Linked DNA regions of Hordeum vulgare: regions 1 and 3 are each linked to region 2. Evidence: chromatin contacts called from public Hi-C data. All regions are on one chromosome and are shown on one strand. Each heading gives the region's core, a stretch centred on a gene start, on an enhancer-like site or on the middle of the called end of the contact. The rest is flanking DNA. Distances are from core to core; before and after follow the strand shown. Region 1 holds the start of LOC123426436 (protein MICRORCHIDIA 4-like). Region 2 holds the start of LOC123426434 (dnaJ protein ERDJ2). Region 3 holds the start of LOC123426433.

Region 1 (4,473 bases), core at 762-3,261, 800 kb after region 2:
ACGATAACAACAACGACAACGACGACGACAATAACAACGACAACGACGATGACGACAATAACGACGATAACAACACCAACAATACCGACAACAACAATGACAACGATAATGTCAATGACAATGACAACAACGACGACGACAACGACAGCGACAGGCAACGAGAGTGACAATGACAAAGACAACGACACCACCACCACCACCACCACCAACAACAACAACAATGACTACGACGACAACAACAAAGACAACAATGACTACGACGACAACAACAAAGACGACAATGACAACAACGATAACAACAATAACAACGATGACGACAATAACAACAATAATGTCAATGACAGTGACTACAATGACGAGGACAACAACGACGACAACGACAATGACCGACAATGACAACAACAATGATAAAGACAACGATAACAACACCAATAACAACGATAACAACAAGGACAACGAGAACAACAACGATGACAACGACGACAATAACAACGACAATGACAATAACAACGACGACAACAACAACAACAACAACAACAACAACAAAACAAGAACAAACACGACGACAACAACAACAACAACAACAACAACAACAACAACAACATCAACATCAACAACAATATCAAGAACAAGAGCAACAACAACAACAACATCACCATCGACAACAACAATATCAAGAACAAGAGCAACAACAATAGCAACAACAACAACAACTACAACAACTACAACAACAACAACAACAACAACAACGATGACCCACAACGACGGTGACAACGACAACGCCGCCATGGTTATGCGAATCCGGTCCTTCTTGATCTGGGGCGTAGAGAAAGAATGGGCCGGGAAGCACGATTCAAGTGGAATCGATTCACAAAGGGAAACGTTTCCATACGGCGCGCCGGCCGAACCGACGCGTCGGTCGCTCCCTCGCGCGTGCGGGCCCATGCAACATTTTTCGCACGCTGGTCAGTGGATGCAACATTTTTTGTCTAAATTTGTTGCAAACAGCGTCATATTTGTTGCAAGCGTTTTTTACTACATTTGTCCAGTAAAAAAGTTGCATATACGTTTGGTTGCAACTTCAGTTCGTCGGATTTTTTGTTATAAATGTTTTTTACTTTTGCTACAACCGACATCATTTTTTGCTGCAACCGTTCACTAAAAAAGTTGCATACACGTTCATGTAGATATTTGTTACAACCGGTGTTTGACTTTTGCTACCACGCACCATCAGATTCGTTTTTTGTTACGATCATGTAGATATTTTTTTTGCTACAATTTTTGTTTTGTTGCATCGGAAGAAAAAATGTTGCATGAATATCCAACGGTGCAGACGCGCGGGGTTGGTGGATCGTGCGGCCCGCACGCGGCCGGTCGAAAGTTTCGGCCGGCGCGCCGGCGCAGATCACTCCCCATTCACAAATGAGGGTGTTGGGTTGGGTTGAGTTGAGGGGATCGGGGTGACACGGAGAGGTAGGATGGTTGGCAGACCATGATGTGTGCTCTGTAGAATAATTGTTTTGACACGTTAATCTGGTGGTAGACCATTGTCATAATATGGGCAGCAGGATGTGTGTACGTAGTTGATTCGATCGAAGGTTACTAATTATCTCGTGTACAATTAGCTGTGTGATTTTAGGAAATTTATGCTTGGTGTAGTGGACAAGTGTCTGGACTGACCGAGCGGCGTACAGGGGCCGTAGATGCTCCGACAATTCCGCGCGTGTGGCCATCTGTGAACGACACGGGTTAAATAGTCGGGGAAATCGAACGTACTACTCATGGTGTAGTAGCTGTTTCGGGGCTACATTTACCACACTGGCATATCGCTCTTCAATCCACCTGCCAAAGTTGGGCGGCCACTGACAGGTGGCCTCCACCAAAGGTGCTCATCATGGGGCACAGGTCAGCGTTGCACTATAAAAGTCCTCGGGGATGTAAAGGGCAAAATAAAACTCGAGAAATCAGGAAAAGAGGCCCGGATTTACGCCCCCCCCCCCCCCACCCCCACACACACACCACCTCCACCTTTCGGTTTCGCTCATGAACCCCCGGGTGGTGAAAACTGAGGCGCCAGAGGAGCGCCTCACGCCGCCGGCGACTGCCGCGGCCGCCGCCTCCGGCAGCAGTGGACCGCGTGCCCCGGTGCAGTTCATAGAGCTAAGCAGCAGCGACTCCGATTCGGACGGCGGCGTTGGCGGCAGCGCAAAGCGGTCGCGCAGCGCGGCGAGGGACAGCGGCGCGGGGAAGCGGGCTAGGGTTTCCGCGGGGGCCGTGGTCGGCGTGGACGTGCCCCCTGGCTTCCTCGATCCGCTACCCGCGCTTCCGCAGCCGCCGAGGGCCACGACGAAGCAGTTCTGGAAGGCCGGGGACTACGACGGGAACCCGGCTGGGGCTGTGGAGCCGCCGCCATCCGGTATTATATTTCATCTTCTTACTATTCGTGTGAAGCCACCGCCTGTTCTCATTGCTTTATCTGCATGCGGTGTTCCCGTCAGACATGGCTAATTAGATTTAAGAGCGAATTTTTCTTCCCGTTTCCCCTTTTTTTCCTGTTAATTTTTATACGTGCAGAAGGTTGAGCGGTGCGCCAATGCTTTAGGAATCTGAGCCGTTTGGTTCTTTACTGAGGAAACTCACGCGATCTGACATTTGAGATTCTTGCAACAAATAGCGTGCGAATAGAATGGGGAACACAAATAAACCCTACCTGTATGAACGGCGGACCATTCATCATTTTTATCAAAACATAATATTCTGGGTTTGCATTGTGGAGTGGATCACAACGAGATCAACTTCGACCAAACCAAGACTACATTTAGCATAGAAAATGTCTTTGATGCTCCTGTCCATGATTTCATTGTAAACCATTTCCGACTGCTGCCAGGGCATTTTGGCCAGCTTTTGATGAATGCCAGCATCCAACAAGGCCCTAAGCGAATTAATGTACCACAAGTTGTACATCTGCATAGTTTTGTGCTGATACTTCTCAAACCAAGTGCATGAATATGTCAAGCAATAAGATGGAATATACTTCTAATTGCGTGGGCTGTAAACATTCTCATTTCAATCAATGTCCTGGCTTTATCTGATGGAGGATAGCAGCTCAGTTGGCATATTTTTTATTTATCTTAGATAGTTATGTGTTTCAATAGGGATGAGCCTTGTTGAATGGACGGAAAGAAATTTCTTGGGAACTTGTTACCTTTTTTCTCTTCACCATTAAAAATATCAACAGGCATGTTCGTCTTACTTTTTGTATTCTCACCTACTTATTTCAGCATCTGGATTGGAGCATGTCCGCGTGCATCCTAAATTCTTGCACTCAAATGCAACTAGCCACAAGTGGGCTCTAGGGGGTATGGTCATCATCTTCGTTTCACCTTGTTCTTATCTTTCTTGTTTTCTCACACAAACACTTAAGCAGACACACCAATCAGCAATGCATTTTGTTCACATCACCCTTCAATCTTTGATCATATCAGTTGGCTAATATATACTTTGATCAATGTTACAGCTTTGGCTGAGCTTCTGGACAACTCACTTGATGAAGTAAGCTAGAGAAGATATAAGTTGTTCTAGTCTGTAGAATCAAATCCTTGCCTGTTTACTGATTGGCTGTTCCTTTTTCAGGTTAGAAATGGAGCTACGTTTGTGAACATTGACATGTTGGAGAACAGTAAAGACAAAACAAGAATGCTCCTTGTTGAAGGTGCAAAGAATTCTGTCCTGTTTATTTATACCGATGATGACATGTACTTCGTTCTTGTTATTTGACTAGGAAACATATTGAAAATAAGAATATCTCTACCTGGATCAAGTTACCAAAAGTAACATGTCTCGCTTAACAACAACAACAACAAAGCCTTTAGTCCCAAACAAGTTGGGGTAGGCTAGAGCTGAAACCCGTAAGATCTCGCAACCAACTCATGGTTCTGGCTCATGGATAGCTAGCTTCCATGCACCCCTGTCCATGGCTAGTTCTTTCTGTGATACTCCAGTCCTTCAGATCTCTCTTTATGGACTCTCCCATGTCAAGTTCGGTCTGCCCAGATCTCTCTTTACGGACTCCTCCCGCTGGACTCATGATAGACCTAAACATGAACTTATACAGCTAATTACCACCAGTTTAAACTAAGAGCAAACTGCGTCCTAACAATTGTTATTGTTTTACTTAAGCACATAAGTTTTTTTACTCCACCTCATCAGATCTGAGATTCCTAAAATTATTAATTATTTTCTTGTATTTACACAACATGTTATATGGAGTATCAGTATACAACACTCTAGCATAGGAAGCCCTTGTCCCATATGCCATATTAAACACATGATGTTTTGTTCTATATTCATCTCACCAATTATTTGACGGATGAAGCAAATCTAGTTTAGAGAAACATACAAAATAAAACCTAATGGATAAAATAGTCTGACTACCTTACAAGTTTATAAGCTCCTTATTCTCTCAGCTCCTCA
Region 2 (4,474 bases), core at 1,466-3,965:
AAATGATTTTTTTAAAGAAGACATATATCATATGCTAATCCCATGGGGAGCAATGACTTCACATATAAAAAGTATAGTTGGTAAAATTTGTTGGAAGTTGACAAACATATCATTGGTCATTGATTGCAATTCATGAAAGAATAATGACATGAATGCTTCACATATAAATATACTATCTAGGACATCTTTTATGATTGTGAGTCCCCATCAGATAGTTTATGCTTGGTCAAATAAGTTGATGTTTGCTAATAATGAGTTATGTTTGCTTATATTCACATAGAAGTTATATTGTCATGGATCCTCTAACATGTGGTGCTTGCCCCTATCTTTTGCTAACCAAAATTTCATACTAAGTAGAGATACTACTTATACATTCAACCTCCTAAACCTAGTCTATTGCCATGAGAGTCCATTATATCTACCTATGGATTGAATAAGATCCTTCAAATAAGTTGTCATCGATGTAAAAAGCAATAAATTTGCTCCTAAATATGTATGATCTTTTATTATAAGGTAAATAAGCTTTGCACGATCTTGTGATGGTAAAGAAATACAAACGATAGACTACATAATAAAGTTTGCTATCACAAGAGACAATATAAAGTGTTGTTTCTTTGCATTAAGAGCTTGCACATCCAAAAACAAAAAGCGCATGACAACATCTGATTCCCTATCGAAGAGCCTATCTTGTAAAAGTTTAATCTTTTTATTTTTATTTTTATACAAGAGTCAATAATGTTATCTTGTTTCATCCCTTAATTACCCTCTAGCAAGCATCATGTGGTGGGAAAAGATATATATCCATATGAATGTAGGTGATCATGGGTTATCATTATTGACATTATCCGTGAGATAAGTAAGTTGGGCGGTGATAACATTAACCCCTCATCTTCCTATGTGTGTGATTGAAACGTTTCCTCCAAGAATGTGACCATGAATATTAGCAGTCATAAAAGGCTATATCATGGTTGAGTATGTAAAACTTGCTAAACAAAAGCTCTTACACAAATTCTTCGTGAAAGAGATGAATTGTAATGGCTTCAATGACTAAGAACATATTTTTTTAATAAAGCTTATGTGTTATATTTTAACTTTGAATCATTACTTTAATACAAGGAGTTACATGACATATAAAATGCGCACATGCAATGCACATTAATATTGAAAATATAATTAATTACATGCTGATGTTAGGTAGGATATCAATTACTTCATACTCCCTCCGTTTCTAAATATAAGTCTTTTAAGATATTTCACTAGGAGTTTACATACGGAGCAAAATAAGTGAATCTACACTCTAAAATATGTCTATATACATCCGTATGTAATCCACTAATGAAACCTCTTTAAAGACTTATATTTAGGAACGGAAGCAGTACATCCTACTCCGGGCCGGTGCCAAGAAACCATGCTGATATCTATACCCAATAATAAAGCGGCTATTGCTTCCGTCGGAAAACCCACTGCGACATTTTTATAAAAAAAACCCTGTAATTTTTGTTATTCAACCCGCGCTCCATCATTTATTTGCAACGCAAAAGGAAAAGACGATTCGCTGCAAAAATTATACCCGTACGCATCGCCTCCTCCCGTCGACCCAGGGCCACCCTGGCATGCTCCTAGGCTGCCGCCACACCACTCGCCGCCGCGGCCGACCTCAACCGCCATCGCTGCCGATCTCAACCCACCCGCCTCCGCGGTCGTACCTCTTCCCGCTCACTGCCCCCCGTTTCGGCGCTCGAGCGCATCGCGTCGACCCTGGTCCATCCTGGCCTGTGCCCAGGCCGCTGCCACACCACTCGCCGCCGCGGCCGACCTCAACCACCACTGTTGTCGATCTCAACCCACCCGCCTCCGCGGCCGTACCTTTGCCGTTGCTGCCCGCGTTTCGGCGCTCGAGCACAGCTTCTGGATCAAATCAACGCGACAGCTACAGTGACTGGGGATGATGCGTCTGCTCGATGCAGAACGGCGGCGGCGCGGCGGAGCGAAGTACTTGCAGGTGGAGGCGGGCCTCCATGGCTCACACGGGGAACTCCGAGGTTATGGCGCGGCAGCGACGACTTCTTATGGCCAGATAGAGGCGCCTAACCCTTGCTCCCCTCATCATATCCCCCTCCGGCACGAACTCATCATCTGGTGAGATCCCCTCCCCATGCCTCCAACCGTGTGCCAAGCACCGACAAGAAATTTTGTTTTGTGAGGATTTGTTTGCTGATGAATGAATGTATTGAATGTAAGATTGTATTGTTGTAGAGACAGAGAATGGAACACCACCTTCAGTTTGTCATGTGATCCCACATTCTCCATCCCATGAGTGAAATAAGATAACAGTTCATTGATCAATTTACGTAGCCTCTTTGTTTTGCTTTGCTTGTCCCGCTCAATTTCTCATCATGGTGAAATTAATAATGGACGAGTTACATTAGTTAGTTAGCTTATTATTTTAATAAATCAAAATGATTATAAAATAATTAAAAGTGTGTGATATTTTTTTCTCCCGTTGCAACGCACGGGCCCTTTTGCTAGTTGGAGTATAAAAAATGTAAGATGTTTACTTTGACACCACACTGCCCGGTGCCAGAAACCACCGTACTGGGCCGGCCCACAGCTAAGCGGTGGCCGATTCGAAGGCCTGGCCTGATTTACCAACCGCGCTCCGGGCCGTGTGTGGTCACAAGTTAAAACCAGTTACTTACCCTTTTTTTCTCACACTGACATCTCGCTCCGTGTCCTGGTGCGAGGCACCGCCGCATCTGGCCCCGCAAAACTTATCTCGACCGCCTTCCTCCCCGATCTCGCCTCTCCTCGTCTGGCGACCAGATCCGCTTCTCCGATAACCAGATCCGGCGGAGCACGCCCCGCTCGCCCCGCCCAAGGTGAGCCGTCGCCGCCGGCCGCCACACGACGCCGCCGGCCGCCACACGACGCCGCCGGCCGCCACACGACGCCGCGTCCTGATAACGCAACGCTGACTCCGTGGTTTTTTCTTGCCGTCGCAGTCGCAGTCGCGAGTTAAGTAAGGGAGGCAGCAGCGGCAGCTGCAGCCATGGCGGCGGCGGAGGAGAACAGCTCGCTCTTCCTGATATTCATCCTGACCATGATCGCGCTGCCCCTGGTGCCCTACACGATCACGCGGCTGTGCCACGCGGCGACGAAGAAGGCCAAGACCATCCACTGCCGCTGCTCCGGGTGCCATCGCTCCGGAAAGTACCGGAAGTCGATCTACAAGAAGGTGGGTGGGCTGCGGCTGTTTGTTCGTCCTGAGGCTAGCAGTAGAATTCTGGTGCTAACTCCTCCATGATCGTGTTGTGATTCTTGTCGTGCAGATATCCAACTTCTCGACGTGGAGCAACCTTACCATTTTGCTTCTCTGGATCGTTGTGATCTTCCTGGTTTACTACATCAAACTCAGCAGCCGCGAGGTATGCTAACTTTTGGCTGGTATATGTTGTCTTGTCAAATTTTCTTTTCTTCAAGCAGTTAACTCAAAATTCTTCTCTGCTGTGAACTAGATACAGAAGGATTTAATACTTATTCATGTGACCTTTGTCTGCTACTTCATCTAGAATGGTCTTGATTAGTAGATGACTATACTGAAACAAACTGATAACCAAAATTACAACTCAGTTCACGTTCACCTTTATCCTACCAGAGCAGTCACCACAATGTTCATGTTTTGGTAGTTCCTTGATGCAGCAAGTCACCGTTTCCTTTTTTTTAGCAGCAAGTCCAGCCAGTTTATTGGGATATACCAGAAAGGCTAGCATATCTTCGTTCTGATTTAGTTTCCCTTTGTTCTTCTGAAGCCTCACTAATGTTTCGCTCTCTCGAAGATTGTCAAACAATCACATACGCACAAGCCTTGTTGTGAAGTTTGGTATTGTAGATTTCAGGACTTAGTTTGTTTGTGTACTCAAGCATAGTTAGGTTTATTTCCTAGAAGCATTTTTGCAAAGTTCATTTTTGTCTCTATCGTAATTATGCTAGTTAATTTTGGGTATTACATGCATAAATAATGCTATACTTGAAGTGTGAAGGATCTTTTTTTCCTGAAATTTCACCAGGGCAAGATCCTAATAATTGATTTTATATGATTTGTGTTTCCTAGGTCCAAGTATTTGAGCCATACAGCATTCTTGGACTTGAACCAGGGGCATCAGAATCTGAAATCAAGAAATCATACAGGAGACTCTCCATTCAGTACCATCCTGATAAAAATCCCGATCCTGGTAAAATGTGTTCCACACTGTTCTACAGTTGATATTCTGATATTTAGAAGTTCAGTCTGTCTTAATTTTTTGCCCTTCATTTTCCCCAGAGGCCCATACGTACTTTGTTGAATCTATCTCCAAGGCATATCAGGCTTTAACTGATCCTACATCTCGTGAAAATTATGAGAAGTATGGCCATCCAGATGGGCGCCAGGTAACGTGAACATTAGTTATTTGTAACACTTAGTGGAAAGCTAAAC
Region 3 (4,384 bases), core at 518-3,017, 1.0 Mb before region 2:
ATAAAGAACTGGGAAAGTTGCCATCTATAGCCAACATTAACTTATCAAGTGACGAGGCCAAGGTTGTGCTTCAATATTTCTTTCTTTGAGACTATCAAACTAAGACCCAAAAAATCCCTTTGCTAAATCCGTTTAACAGAAACCCTCAAGTCTCGCTCCAGGCAGACTTATAGGAGAACATGTCTAAAATCTAATGGAAACACATTGGGTATATGCAAGAAGGAACATACACCCTTTTCTTTTCTTTTCTTTTTTGCAGGTGAACATACACCCTTTTCAAAGGGAAATGATCACTAGATATGTGTTAAGACCTCTACTGCCCCTTCGCATGTCTTCTTATGCAAATATCCTCTTAATTATCATGAATTAGTCAAATCACCAATCTACAAATATAATTGAACAATTGAAATTGCACTGAACTACATGTGTTCACTTTATCTCAAGGTGATGTGAAAACATTACAATCCATTTTACAGCCTTCAATACTACTCCCCCCATTCACAGATATAAGATGTTTTGGCTATTTCAATAAGGACTACATACGGACTGAAATGAGTGAACAAACACACTAAAACATGTCCATATGCAACCGATTCAGAAAAAAGTTAGAACATCTTATATTTGTGATCGGAGGGGGTATTATACAATGTCTCTACAGTCTTCCATGTCAATGAAGCAGCACCCAGAAACATCTTAATCACCTAAAAAAACTGGTGAAAGTTAATACTGAACAAAACTCATCATAAGTGTCCCGTCATATTTGACTCATAGATTCATATAAACCTAACTACAACAATACATTTATGCCTCAAACACGTTGGCTTTGTCACAGTTAGGTGTTGGTGACATTATGAATTATGCTTTATGAAATATCTATAGGCTTGTGTACTATAATGCTTAATTTGCAAATTGTATGGTGCAACAATGGAGCAGAGGCACACAAAAAATAATTATGTGAATTACAAAAGGTTAATGACCTGTGAAATAGGAATCAAGGTTATCAGCGACAAAAGGAGGTAGGTGTGTCAAATTGATAAGGACTGTTTATGAGGGTTAAGAGAACACACTGGTCCATTATGACAGAAAACTACTTCAGATATATCTTGGCACCACTGCGGATGCGGTTGAGGCTGGGACGAAACCAATAAGAAGGCTTGCATTTCTGAATTGTGATCCTGGGAAGTCCATACCTAACTTCTATAGAGTTCCTAGGGAAAGTCGAACAAGCCAAATGTTCCAGATAGATAGTCTAATCTATCACCACTCCAACTTAAATTTCAGTTCGGTGCCAATCACTCGACCCAGGCAGAGCATTCAACAAACAAGCACACGCATATAGTCCATTCGGAGCCACCCCCAATCCCCTTGGTGCTGCCCCAGACGCGGAGGCCCGCCCGTCCACACTCATATCGTGGCATTCCCGGGACCAATTAGCACACGGAACCACGCAGGACCGAGCTGCAACCGCATCCCCCCACCAAATATCCGCACTGGCAAGTTCTAGGGCTCGCGTGCGTGCGAGAGAAGGACGGGGATATTTGGGGCAGTACCGCGAGGGTCTCGTCGGAGTAGTTGCCGAGGAATCGGGGGAGCACGTCGGCGACGGCGGAGCGGAGGTCAGCAGCGGCCGGCGAGCGCCGATCCATGCGGAACGACCGCTCCTCGGCAGCGAACACCCGCCGGAGCCGCCGCTGCAGCTGCTCATCCGCATCCGCCTCCTGCCCCATCTTTCCGCCTTTTGGGAAAAGGCAGTGCCCGTGGGTGAGAATCTTCGAGCGACTACTGGGGCCAGTCGCTACTGTATGTGTCAGCGTCAGCCTGCGTGCGTGCAACCGGTGTCCTTTTTTTTTTTTAGCAATGCAACCGGTGTTCTGGCGTTTGTTTTCAGGTTTTATGGGCAGTGCTGTTCGCCGGCGCGTCCGTCGAAACTTTCTGCCGGCCGCGTCCGGGCCGCCCAATCCATCAACCCCGCGCGTCCGTACTGTTGGATCTTCATGCAACTTTTTTTCTCTGATGCAGCAAAATTTCGATGCGATATAGCAATTTTTTCAACGATTGCAACAAAATTAGACGTTTTAAGTCGTGTGCTTGTATTATTTTTGAATTTATTTTAAGATTTTCGACGATGCGTTTTTAATAAAATTAGTTGCTTTCGTCGACGACTAGGTGTCTACGATGACTTTATAAATCTTAAGATGATATGTCGGTTCATAGGAATAGAGTGTGTGTGCGCGTTTATAGAGATGAGTATATGCATATGTATATAAGCGTTTGCGTCTGTATTTTGATAAAAAAAATCTTTTGAAAAAAAATGGATATCGATTGTTTATGTGTGGGCTGCATTTTGTAAAATATTTGTCATGTAGCCCTTTTTACTTTGCTGTTTATTCTAATTAGTAAACTGTAGATCAACAAATGAATTTGTAAATAATGCTCATGGTCCTTCCTCAGAACGAGCACATTGCATGCAATGTTCAACCACAACACAAAAGCAAACATTTTCCTCCTTTTATTCTTACAAACACCATGCACTCATTTAGCCCCTTTTTTCATTAAACTTGTCGTTGGTCACCTTCTCTATCTATACATCATTCAACATTTCTATCTATTCCCCTTGGCTCTGCATAACACGAGTAATATGGTGACCTGCAAGAGAATGAAGTGATGCATTAATTATCTCAATCATTTTGTGCCTCTCTACACTTCACTTACTACAATGATTTAAATTTAAATTGCTAGCCATAGCTAAGCTATATCTGCGTTATAGCTTTCTGGGAGACTAAGAACGAAGTTGTCAACTATAGCTAAAGCAATTGTTTTGAAGTGTGCGTGTGCCAGAAATATCATCTAATCATTTGTATCATCTAATCATTTGTTCACGTAAATTTAATTCGGAAGGCAAATGTCATCTATCAATTGCAAGATTTCTATATGCTTAGAGATGTCAGGTACACTTATATATATGGAAGGATTTCCAGCAATAATGCATATGGAAAAAATCATGATCACTTTTCTGACCTCGTGCATGACAAGCAACATTGCACCAAGTTGCATGTCGCTGCTAGAACATCTTCAGTGATCGTGCTCTTAGTCCGTACCTTGTTGTCCAGAAAGCAAGGTCTTGTAATTACACATGATCTTTTGGAGTGCCTCTCTTTCATATTCATTTTCTGTAAGACAATATTATATGCCATTGTTTTGAGTTTATAGGAAACAACTCTGATTGAACTTTACATTTCGCTTTCCAACTGCAAAAGTAAATGTATGATGGATCCAAGAAAATAATGAGGGACTAAATTGTGGTTCATTTAGTAATTCACCACTATTTATGTAACATGTAACATTAGGGTTCTCTTGTGACAAGAGATTGACTATTTTTTTTGTTTCATACATCATGGATGCTTCCAATGGAAAAAAAACAAATTGTTGCTTATGTACATACATACGTGCTCTTTTCCAGGCATTAAGTGTTGCAACCTCTCACAGACATCGGCCTAACCCTCCAAAGCAAGATGTGTCTTGTCAAAAAAAGATCATAACATGTTGTTGCTTTGCATAAAGTAGTAAGATAAAAGCATTGTTTAATGATCATGGCTATTGAAGAAGATAAGCACAAGATTAATGTGAAGTTGTTGTAAGGGGTGTGAGTTTTTTTAGCAAAGAACATACACAAGGGATACCGGACCAATTGTTCAAATCACTAACCATCGTCATGTAAGAAGGTAATACAAAGAGGCAGCGGCTCGCCTTGGTTTCCTGTGGAGGAACCAAAGACCATGCAGGAAGATCCAACCGTGTTGCTCATTGCTTGTTAGTACAAAACACATATATGTGCATATGTGCCGCTTAGGCAGGCAGAGCAAAATATCCGCCTAACACCTTGAACCTAATTCTTTCTTTGACATATTTGTATGTCGTAGTCGGGGACACCCCTTCCTGTCGGGGGACCTCCGTGTCGGCACCAACTCCAGTGATGCCCCTTTCAATCAGCATCAAGCTCAAGGAGAACACGCCACCACACATTTAATGACTAAAAATGCAATATAAATGTTTAGTAAATAAATCCTACCAAAACGTTTGAGGCATGCACATTGCAGACGGGTGGCGAGGCGAGGGTGCGGGAGGGAGGTCAAGGTGGTGGGGGCACAGGGAGGGGGCGGCGCGGGGTGGGGAGATTGGGGAGAGAGAGAGAGGTGGGGAGTGGGGGAGAGAGGTGGGGAGTGGTGGAGAGAGAGAGGTAGCGAACGGTGGGGAGCTCCATTATGTGCACATCCCCTTTGTCGTCTGCTAGCAGACAGCAAAGAGGGGGAGGCACATGGCAAAGAGGTCGCGGCAGATGGCAAATTAGAGGCAGCTGATGGGAACCATCCATCCACGGTGTAGT

What was found. A called contact is a pair of places that touch in the nucleus more often than the background predicts.
Region 1: a contact with region 2 is called in a Hi-C map of seedling, with 3 times the contacts expected there. The contact joins the promoter of LOC123426436 here to the promoter of LOC123426434 in region 2. A contact is called at or near these places in 3 of 6 Hi-C or Micro-C datasets (leaf and seedling).
Region 3: a Hi-C map of leaf shows a contact between it and region 2, with 5 times the contacts expected there. The contact joins the promoter of LOC123426433 here to the promoter of LOC123426434 in region 2. A contact is called at or near these places in 4 of 6 Hi-C or Micro-C datasets (leaf and seedling).

Annotation. Positions count from the first base shown.
Region 1 is chr2H:407,831,311-407,835,783 of MorexV3_pseudomolecules_assembly, forward strand. It overlaps LOC123426436 (protein MICRORCHIDIA 4-like), which reads left to right and starts at 2,012. Exons shown (of 20, transcript XM_045110276.1): 1 at 2,012-2,416; 2 at 3,282-3,359; 3 at 3,518-3,552; 4 at 3,634-3,712. The coding sequence starts at 2,044.
Region 2 is chr2H:407,026,045-407,030,518 of MorexV3_pseudomolecules_assembly, forward strand. It overlaps LOC123426434 (dnaJ protein ERDJ2), which reads left to right and starts at 2,716. Exons shown (of 11, transcript XM_045110274.1): 1 at 2,716-2,879; 2 at 3,003-3,235; 3 at 3,330-3,425; 4 at 4,112-4,232; 5 at 4,322-4,428. The coding sequence starts at 3,050.
Region 3 is chr2H:406,030,078-406,034,461 of MorexV3_pseudomolecules_assembly, forward strand. It overlaps LOC123426433, which reads right to left and starts at 1,768. Exons shown (of 12, transcript XR_006622206.1): 1 at 1,551-1,768.